3 separate regions of the Sus scrofa genome follow, and regions 1 and 2 are each linked to region 3. A link is a contact called in public HiChIP or PLAC-seq data. All regions are on one chromosome and are shown on one strand. Each heading gives the region's core, a stretch centred on a gene start, on an enhancer-like site or on the middle of the called end of the contact. The rest is flanking DNA. Distances are from core to core; before and after follow the strand shown. Region 1 has its middle 120 kb from the start of MN1. Region 2 has its middle 100 kb from the start of MN1. Region 3 has its middle 280 kb from the start of MN1.

The links. HiChIP or PLAC-seq counts read pairs in DNA pulled down with a chosen protein or histone mark.
Region 1: a contact with region 3 is called in an H3K27ac HiChIP or PLAC-seq map of skeletal muscle. The contact joins two enhancer-like sites. A contact is called at or near these places in 1 of 47 Hi-C or Micro-C datasets (skeletal muscle) and 1 of 2 datasets of contacts at active chromatin or transcription factors (skeletal muscle).
Region 2: an H3K27ac HiChIP or PLAC-seq map of skeletal muscle shows a contact between it and region 3. The contact joins two enhancer-like sites. A contact is called at or near these places in 1 of 47 Hi-C or Micro-C datasets (skeletal muscle) and 1 of 2 datasets of contacts at active chromatin or transcription factors (skeletal muscle).

The regions. Positions count from the first base shown.
Region 1 is chr14:45,022,300-45,025,775 of Sscrofa11.1, reverse strand. No RefSeq gene overlaps it. Among named protein-coding and RNA genes, the nearest start is that of MN1, 120 kb to the left of the region's middle. Within about 2 kb of position 1,820, at least 4 of the 83 cell types and tissues checked have an H3K27ac peak or open chromatin away from gene starts, as enhancers often do. A contact at or near this core is called in skeletal muscle, where this site is marked.
Region 2 is chr14:45,039,716-45,043,124 of Sscrofa11.1, reverse strand. No RefSeq gene overlaps it. Among named protein-coding and RNA genes, the nearest start is that of MN1, 100 kb to the left of the region's middle. Within about 2 kb of position 1,599, at least 3 of the 83 cell types and tissues checked have an H3K27ac peak or open chromatin away from gene starts, as enhancers often do. A contact at or near this core is called in skeletal muscle, where this site is marked.
Region 3 is chr14:44,857,547-44,861,139 of Sscrofa11.1, reverse strand. No RefSeq gene overlaps it. Among named protein-coding and RNA genes, the nearest start is that of MN1, 280 kb to the left of the region's middle. Within about 2 kb of position 1,884, at least 28 of the 83 cell types and tissues checked have an H3K27ac peak or open chromatin away from gene starts, as enhancers often do. A contact at or near this core is called in skeletal muscle, where this site is marked.

The sequences.
Region 1 (3,476 bases), core at 571-3,070, 160 kb before region 3:
CACCCAAGCTGTAGGAACTTTCTTGTACCCGTCGACACTCCCAGCCTCCAGTCTTCTTTAAAAGATAAGCACCTGGCGACAGAAAGCCAATAATATCTGTCAAACTACTCAATGTGCCCCACAATGGCGAGGATGACGATGATACAAAATAGCTCCCAGGCACTGCAGGCTTATTTCATTCAGAGCTGTTCAAAGCCCTTTAGGATGCCTGCTTTTCCTCCTCACACTCCACCAGGCAGAGCTCAGTGTGGAGCTCCTGTAATAGAGATGGGTGTGGAGACCAGAGAGGCCAAGCAGCTTCCCCAAGGCAACTCAGCAAACCCAGACCCTCTGAGTCTGACCCCACTGTGCACGGCCCGGTACCTCTTCCTCTCTCACTCCCCTCCATCCAGAATAGCCTTCATCACATCCTTCAAACACCCCAACCTTTTATTTTTTTAATTAAAAAACGATAATGTTTACCTATGGGTGATTAAAAACCAAAACCTTATTTTTCCCCAAGGGAAAAAAAAAAGTTTTTTGTTCGTTTGTTTTAAAGAAGTACTATAGAGAGTTCCTTTGTGGAGCAGCAGGTTAAGGATGCAGTGCTGTCCCTGCATCCACTTGCGTTGCTGCTGTGGTGCAGGCTCGATCCCTCGCCCGGGAACTTCCACATGCCTTGGGCATGTCCAAAAAAAAAAAAAAAAAAAAGTATAACAATTACACTAACAGAGGTTTTGTGAATTTCAGAAGTTGGTCTTAAAAGAATAAGAACTATTACTAACAGAAACCATGGCAGATGTTAACTTACTCAGCAACACACAGCACATGAAGTACCAATATTCACGTGAAAAAAATACGAAAAATCCAATGTTCCAAGAAACTTAACATCAGTCTAAAATGAAGCTTCAAATGTCATGTAAGGCAATTGTTTGGCAAACGTTATTTTTCACTCAGTTACAATAGCTATCATTCATGAATATGTAATGATACCCTTTTATCAGCTCACTAAATCCTTGTAATACTACTGTAAGATTTGTATTATTATTAACTTTTTAAAGATAATAAAGTTTAGAGAAAAGTGAAGTGAATTCTCCAAAATGGGAAAAAAACAAAATAAGATTTGAACTCAGATATCAGTCCCAAACTTTCTGCTGCTTTGGGCTGCCTAACTCTGAGCATTCACACCAGCTTTTCCCTCTGCCCAGAATGCTCTTCCAGCCTCATCTCCAATCCTGCCTCTCAGGACCCTCCCTGGACCCTTTACTCTTTTTCCTTCCCAGCATTTATGAGACAATAACTACCTAGTCATTTGGTTGATGGTCTGTGTCTGTCAGTTCCACGCCAGGCCCTGTGCTAAATGCTTTACAGCTACGATTGCATTTTGTCTTTATGATAATCGTTTGAAGTGAGGGGATGGTCTTCATTTTACAGGTGAGAGGGAGAAGGTGGTTCAGCGGCCTCAAGTCACTTCTTGGTGGTCCCATGTCAAGGGCAGCTGAAACCAGGGCTCCTGGCTCATATCATCCCTGCCTTCACTTGTCTCCCAGACACATAGCATCACAGAATTCACACACTGGAGCTGGAAATGACACCTTCATTTTGCAAAAGGGGAAACTGAGGCCCTGAGAAGGACCAAGACTCGCCCTGGGTCACACAGAGGGTTGAGAGCAAGCAAGCCCAAGCTACGGTCATCCCTGGAACCCCGGGCCCCTGGCCACACTACCCCAGGCTCCCTGGCTCCATCAGAATGTCACATCTTTCTCCACACTGGGGGCCAGTGGCCAGGGCTGTGGCCGAGAAGGAAATGCTGGAGTGTGAGAGGCCTGGATCAGAGATGTGCCTGTCACTCTGGCTGGACGCTCAAGGCAGCTCCATTATTCAGGTCATCAGGCTGGAGCCACCAGGCAGGGGAGGGAGGGCCCGCTGCAGCCGGGATGGTCAGCTGGCTGGGCTGCAGGGGGCCGCAGGGCCCCGGGAGCTGTCACCGCTGACTGATGGATGGGGACAGCTTCCAGTTGCCGGCCATCCCTGCCACGAGCCCCGTGGCCATCTCTGCGGCCGCCCACGCTGGCCTCCCGCCCGGTGCCTTGCTTTGAACATCCATAAGGCCTTTTGTTCTCGCAGCAGGGGCTGGGGGGCAGCATTGAGGGGCCCCTTTCAGAGGAAGGAGACTCCTGCTGGGGCTTCCCCCAGCCCTGGACCCCCGCTGCGTTCCTCTAATTACCTGTGGGCAGGAGGGCCGGCTTAGGGCTCCAGCTGAGCTGTTAGGAATCTGCTCTGAGGTGGGGGGTGTGGGGGCTGGAGAAGCCTTGAATTCCAGCCGAGGATCCCAAATGGGAAACCGAGGCCCAGAGAGGGTAACACCCTTCCTTGAGGTCACACAGCAAGTTAGAGGTGAGGCTTGTGCTGGACCTAGGGGTGTTCAGGCTCCTCAAGGTGAGGGGTGGGAAGGAAACTGGCACTTCGTGGGTTTGGAACACCGATTATGTGCCTGGCCATTGACACCCACGTCTTCTTGAATTAGAAGGCAATCTGTTTCAGGTTACCCTTGCTTCCCAGCTCTGTGTCCCCAGGCAGGTTAATTCCTGTCTCTGAGCCCCATTTCTTCATCTGTGAAATGAACTTATTTATTGAGCACCTTCTAGACTCAGGACCATGAGGAGACACACAGTGCACGCAGTCTCTGACCCTGAGGAGCGATCCATGACATGGGCATGTGTTTGTAGAAAGCCCAATGCACTAGATAAGTAATTCAGTCCAGGGAGAGAGGCAGAGGTGGGACCTTTGAGGGGACACCCCCCCCCCCCCGCCGCCGCTGCCTGGAGTCAGGAGGGATCCATGCAGAGCACCATGCCCGAAGATTTTATTCAGAGAGTGATGGAGAGCCATGCAGGGCTTCTGAGGTTGGAGATGATCTCCACAGGCTGAAGTTGCTGAGGCAGAGGCAGGGGGTGGCAAGGAGGCTCCTGGGAGGGTCCCGGTGAGAGGGGACCAGGGCTGAGCCCCCTTCCCTACATCCTCACACAGGCTGGGCTCCAAGCCTGGAGGTCACAGACTCTTAGCACCGCTGCAGTTTGGTGGGTCCCCAAGAAATGGATATAGAGTCATCCTGTGACCCAGCAGTTCCACACCTAGGTATCCACCCAGAGGACCTGTAATCAGAGACTCCAACAGATACTTGTACATTCATGTTCATAGCAGCATCACTCACAGCAGCCAAAAGGTGACCATCAGAGATGAGCAGATAAACACAACATGCTCTCTCCATCCAATGGAATTCTACTTAGCCTTAAAAAAGGGATGAAACTCTGACACAGGCTACAATGTGGATAAACCTTGACAACACAAAGTGAAAGAAGCCAGACACAAATACGCAAGGATTCTGTGATTCTACTTCTATAGGCACATTCATGGAGACAGAAAGTAGAACAGGGCTGCTGGGGAGTCGGGGGGATGAGGAGGCATCGGTTGATGGGTGCAGAATTTCTGTTTGG
Region 2 (3,409 bases), core at 350-2,849, 180 kb before region 3:
AAAAAATATCTGGAAGGAACTAACCCAAAATGCTGTCTGGGTTTGTCTCTGATGGTGAAGCTATGTGCCTCTTTTTCATCTTCTTCATATTAACACGTATATTTGGAGTTTCTTCAGTGCCAGGTACATGGCATCCATCTGGGGTCTCCTTTAGTTCTCACAATGAACTTGGTGTGGGGGGGGTTGCTAGGACTATATACCCTTTTCTCAGATGGCAACATTAAGGTCAAAGAGGAGCTCAATGCATGTGAGTTAAGAGAAAGAATGAGGGAATAAATGAATGAAACCAGAAACCCATGGCTGAGGTAGGGGGAGGGTGTATGGACCTCGAATGGGAAATAATAAAGGAACACGTATTGGTGTCTCCTCATCAGGCCACTGCCCTCTCTGAAAAGCCCCATTCATGTTTCTTCTGTTTAGAAAAAGACCAAAGTTCTTCCTGCCTGCTCTTGCTCAGTCTCCTCACTGCCTTTTCCAGACCTGGAGGAACCCTGAGAAATGATCTAGCCCTATATTCTCAGATAACTTTTAAGAGTTTTTTTCTTTAAATAACCTTTTTATCGCTGATGAACAAGGAACTATTCATTGTGGAAAATTTGAAAAATGACAAAAGTAGGAAGGCGCAGAACCCGCCATCCCCCCCCCACCCCCGGGCCACGTATTTCCACCCTTAGAATAGTCAAGGTTGACGTGTGGGTCTATTTCCTCTGTGTTTCTCTTTACGCAGTTGGCCTCAACCTGGATGTACAATCTGGTAACCTGCTAGTCTTATGTCACTAGGAGTCCCTAGAATTCCAGGTGGATTTAAACCCAGCACTGGACTACAACCTGTGTGAGGATCCCTGATGGACATGAGCATCCCTGGGGTCCAAGGAGCCCCATGGTTTTCTAGCAAAGATAGCAAAGGAGGGACCGGGCACCTGGGATCCCAGACTCGCCCACTCTGAGCCCAACTGGCTCTGGGTCTGGCTGCTCCAGATACTCCGGGGGGAGTGGGGGGCCATCAAAAAGGAGAATTCCTTTGCTTCCCAAAGGCCTCACCTGTCATCTAGAAAGGAAATGTGACTTGTTTGGTGTCTCCCAGCAAATCAGGAGCAGCCCGGGGGCTGGGATCCAGGCCGCCTGCTTGGCACATTCATTGGGCAATCCTTAGTGGGTGCCATCTCTATGCCCGGAAGTTGGCCGGGCCCTCTGGGATCAGCGCTGAACCAGAGACAGACTCAGTCTCTGCTCTCCCAAAGCTTCTGTTCCATGAGGGCAGCTGCAAAAGGCCGGTTATGGGACAAAGGATCAAACAGTCGCAGTTGGTGATTGGAGGGATGGAGACAGAGACAGAGGGTGGGGGAGAAGGGGAGTGGCGGGAGAGCTGGTCTCTCTGGGAGGTGACCTCTGAGCTGGGGCAGAAGGGATGGGAAGAGGGAAGAGAAGGCCTGAGGGTGAAGGCCTGGAGGCTGGCGTGGTGTGAGCGAGGGCAAGGGCTGGAGGAGACGGGGTCAGATGGCTGGGCAGGGCCAGGACACGCAAGCCACCGTCAGAGGTGAGCAGAGGGTTTTAAGCAGGGGAGGGACGTGACTGGATCCATGTTCTGAAAGGTTACCGGCTGCCCTGAGGCTGCAGCTGGCAGTCTGCCGATGCCCTGCACGCCTAGGCTCCTGGGGCAGGGACGCCACCTCTGGAGGGGAAGATCCATCAGTTTGGCCACAGGCCAAGGGGCCCTTGCACCTGTGGGGGGTGAGGATCGCCTGCCCCCACTGCAGGGAGAAGGGAACAGTAAATCCCTTCTCTGGTCTGGCCAAAGGTCTGTCTGCCCTGCAAGTCCCTGGTGTTACCCCAAGTTCTGGGCATCAACCAGAGCTGGGCTGGCCAAGTCCTGCTTTGCTCAGCCTCTCAGCGACCCTCTGACCTCAGTTTCCTGGCAGGAGGAGGCCTGATGACCACTGCTCATGGGGCCCCCAGTTGAGGTCAGAGCCTGAACCAAGTGCCTTCCTCTCACCAGCTTATATTTGCCCCATATGCTCACACTCAACAGACCCACTGGGTCCGAAAGTCACTTAGCCAGGATCACACAGCCAAAGAGGGGTATAGCTGGCCTGCCAGACAGGGCTCCACAGACCCCACGTGTCCCACCCTAGGCTCTGCTTCTCAGCCCCCTGGGGGATGACTACCATTGGTCAGAGGAAGGGAGAGAGATGGGGAAGGGTGTTCCCAACAGTGGGAACAGTATATGCAAAGTCCTAGATAGAACAGAAAACAGGGTATAAATATGCAGATGTTTTTATTATAACGTCTTTACTGAGATATAATTCACATACCATACTGTTCATCCATTTGAAGTGCATAATTCAATGGTTTTTACTATATTCAAGAATCGTGCAGCCATTACAACCATGACTTTTAGTACATTTTCATCACCTCAAAAAGAAACCCTGTACCCATAGCTCTCATCTCACCCCCCAATTCCTTCAACCCTCGGCCCCTGGCAACTACTAATCTGCTTTGTCTGTTCTGGACATTTCTGGATAGTCCATCTAGATTCGCCTGTTCCGAACCTTTCGTTTATATGAAACCATACAACACAATCATCTGTGACTGGCTTCCTTCACTCAGCATCCTGTTTTCTCCTTTCATCCACGTTGCAGTGTGCATTAGAACATCATTCCTTTCTGTGACTGAATAACATTCCGTCATATAAATACACACCACATTTTGTTCACTATTCATTGGTTGATGGACGTTTGGGTTACTTCCACCTTTTGACTATTATGAGTAATGCTGCCTTGAACGTCTGTGTACAATTTTATGTGTTCATGTGTTTTCATTTCTTTTGGGTAGATGCCTAGGAGAGTAATTGCTGGGTAAATTACTATGATAAATCTAGGTTTAACTTTTTGAGGAAGTGCCAGACTGTTTTGTGAATTTTGTTTTTAAAGGTCGTAAGTGCATGTTTGTGTAAATATGTGTGCATGGACATTTGCATTTGTACATGTGTGTTAGGTATGTAAATACATTCGCATATGTGCTCCAGAGATGAACTGTCTTTCAACAGTAGCAAATATGATAGTTCTTGTCCTACTGAGAGTGGCACGTGGGTCTGGTGTTCCCAGCAGGGACATCGTATGGGCAAAAGCTGGGAGGTAGGAGAGAGAGAAGTGAGTTCTCGCTTTGGAAAGTGCCGAAAAGTGGCTGTGTCCACAGCAGTCCCCCACATTTGAGCCCACGTGTGTACCTACCACCCCCCCATCCCACCCCCACCAGGACCACCAAACCCACCAGCGGCTCATGCAAATTACATGCAAATCTCCTCCCTTCCATCAGCCCTGCGGCACCCAGAGGAGTGGGAAATATTCTCGTTTGGGTCCTTCCCTTCATTAATTTCTGAGCCGTAGTACATTACTCATGGATAATTAAG
Region 3 (3,593 bases), core at 635-3,134:
TCATGGGGGGAGGGGAAGGAGAGGCGTGGAGGAGGGGCAAGCAGGCACTTTTGATATTTTTTCCTTGTCTGGTTGTAAGAAAACACCAATGTAAATAGGTGTTTGCTTGATAATACATCATTCAATTGTGCAAAACTACCTTTTCTGTGCTTTGCTGTATGTTAGTTGTATTTCACAATTGAGAGCATAGAAAGAGCTTGTGTTGGCTTTGGCTCTAAGGGCAGAAGTGGAGGCTGGGAGGCCAGAGGGGAGGCTGCCGCAGACAGACAGATGAGACAATGGTGGCCTAGACTGGGGGAGCTGGGGGACAACTGGGAGAGAGAGAAGCAGAAGGATTCCCTGGAGATCTAGCTGATCAGCTGGTGGCCCCCATCTTGCTCACTGATGCTTTTGACTTCTGGCTTTTAACCACATCCTCCAGGACCTTGTCACCATAGTCCTGGGTCATCAGAACTGGGAGACCAGATGGGCCTCATCGAGGGTGCCTGGCAGCGGGGAGCCACGGACAGCATCAGAGAACCCCATGGAAAGGTGGCCAAGAAAAGAGACAGGGGAGCCAAGTGCAAAGAGAGAGTGGCGAAGAGGCCGTTTCTCAGAGCTGTCAGCATGGGGGCCCCGGGAGCCCCATGTTCCATTAGCCGTTTTGTGGGCTTGTTTTATTGGCCAGCGTGCACAGGTGGGGTGGCAGTCTGGCCAGGGTGACCTGTGCAGATGTGGCTGCAGGAGGGGACAGCGTCAGTGGCCGGACCTCACCCCAGCCCCCAGGCCCGTGCCCAGTCCGGATTCCCTAGCGCCTTCTCTCCTGCCTCCTGGGGACAGCGGCAGTGTTTTCTGTCTGGCCGGCCACGCCTGGCTGTGCTGGGGAACACAGGCCCCTTCAGAGGTGCCCCCCGAGTCGGCCGAGCTGTCCGAGCCCTGACAAGCTCTTGAGGGAAGCGGGCGTCGCAGCCCCAGCTGTGTAAATGTTTTTGGTTTTCCTGCTGAGGCTGGGGGTTGAGTCAGTGCCAAGACAAGCCTCGCTGGAGTTTTCTTTGGCAAGGCGGCCCAGCTCAGGAATGTCAGGCGAACTTTCCAAATGGGCTGGTTTGTCGGCGGGACCTCAGGCTGAAAGCTGAGCCCTGGGTACACTCTGCCATCATCTAATTACCGCGTCCCCAATTAGAGTCAAGAGCCATGGCCCGGCCTGGTCAGATGGGAGCTATTTTCTCTGCTCACCCTCCTCTTTCCGGGAGGGGCCGGGGCGGTTCAAGAGGCTCTCTGTGGGCTCCCCGAGTGGGCATGGGTGGGAGGGTAGCTTTCACCATTCAGAGGGTGATGATGTTTCCGGGGGGTGGGGGTGCGAACTCCATTCTGGGCCCCAGCTGCGACGCTGGGTGAAAACCCACTCCGAGGTATACATTTTCCGTCTTGTTGTTGAACTTGCTTAACTGCGACTTGGACCTTCCTCAGACGTCTCACAGAAGAGATGATCTAGAGTAAAGCTTCCAAATGCAGGATCCTCCAGGGGCGGGCCCGTTTCCTAAATGAGCGAAGCTGGCCAAGAGTGAGGCAATACGGAGGGGTGGGGACTGGGGCAGACAGGGAATTCATGCCTCAGCCACAGGGGTGGATGCTTCTCAGCTTCGGCTGACCTTGGCTTTGGGCGAATTGATTCGGATGTGGCCCAAACGTCTGAAGTTCCAAGAGAGACCCCCCAAATCTGTATTTTATGTAAAAATCCCTAAGTCTCAAAACGTTGGGAACTAATTCAATTAGGAAAAAAAAATTGACAGAGGACCATGTTAGCCAAACAAAACACATCTGGGAGCTGGATGAGGCCTTCAGACCACGCATGTGTGACCTCTGGGCTCCAACTTCCTGACCCGTGACTGCAAGCTGAGAGGACAGATGGAAAGAGCGACCTCATCCCCGACAATAGCAATGATAAAACACTTTTGTCTGTGCTCTGGGCTGACCCAGGCATGGAGCTGAGGACTTTTCTTATGATGAGCTCCATTTAATTTTTAATCTGATGAGCAGGTAGCATCATGCCCACTTTACAGATGGGAAAACTGAAGGCTACAGGATAGGATGTAATTTGGCCAAGGTCATACAGTTGATCAATGGCAGAGCAGGAATTGGCCATCAGGTCTGTCTGACCCCCAGTACTGGGCCAAAGTCATGAGATTTGCTTTCATGTTGTTGTTGAATTCATTCATTCATTTGTTCCATAAGGCTTTATTGAGCTCCTACTGTGTGCCAGGCACTGTGCTAGCTGCTTTGCAAGGATTAAATGAGGGAATATATGCAAAGAGCATAGAGCATATGCCCAGGTTGTTAGCTCCTGTTATTATTACTATTATCAATATGCATCTACCTACATGGGGAGTGTCCTGCACAGGCTGCTGGGGGTTGGGGTGTGAAGGAGGTTGTAAAAATACAAGTAATGTTGGGAGTTCCCATTGTGGCTCAGTGGTTAGCGAATCCGACTAGGAACCATGAAGTTGCGGGTTTGATCCCTGGCCTTGCTCAGTGGGTTAAGGATCTGGTGTTGCCGTGAGCTGTGGTGTAGGTTGCGGACTCGGCTCGGATCCCATGTTGCTGTGGCTCTGGTGTAGGCCAGCAGCTATAGCTCCGATTCCACCCGTAGCCTGGGAAACTCCATATGCTGTGGGAGCCGCCCTAGAAAAGGCAAAAAGACTATATATATATATATATATATATATATATATATATATATACACACACAAGTAATGTTTAGCTGCTTTTTTAATTTTAATTGAAGTATAGTTGATTTTTAAGACTGTGTTAATTTCAGGTTATAGGAGTGATTTAGTTATATATGTAATATATATATTATATATATTCAGTTATATATAATAGCCTTTTTCAGATTCATTTCCATTATAGGTTATTAAAAGATATTGAATGTAGTTCCCTGTGCTATACAGTAAATCCTTGTTTATCTGTTATATATAGAGTAGTGTGTATCTGTTAATCCCCTACTGCTAATTTATCCCCACCATCCCCCTTTGGTTACCATAAGTTTGTTTGCTGTGTGTGTGAGTCTGGTTCTGTTTTGTAAATAAGTCCATTTGTATCCTTTTTTAAGATTCTACATATAAGTAATATCATAGGTATTTGTCCTTCTCTTTCTGACTTCACTTAGGATAATATCTAGGTCCATCCATGTTGCTGCAAATGGCATTATTTCATTCTTTTTTCATTAGCCTCTTCTTTTGAAAATGCCCAGCTTCATGGATCTCGGCTAGATGCTTTCATTGACTCCGTGAACCTGGGATTCACTCATCTCTGATCTGTGAAATGGGTACAGTAGGCACCCAATCAGAGCCACTGGGCACAGAAGTTCAGTTCACACCGGCAAAGCTCTAGACAGGGAGTGCTTGGAGGAGGCCTTGACCATCTTGGTGCCCCAGCACCCTCGCCGACCCAGGGGCAACAATGATGCTTGTGAAGGTGTCCAGCTAACTTGGGAGGTTGACAGGCTTGGGCATAAAATCAGTCAGCCTTGCAGCATTGGAGAGGCAAATGCAGGGTGCAAGGATGGCACCCACTGAGGCTCTGACTCCTCTGTGGGGTCAGAGGCATCTGGA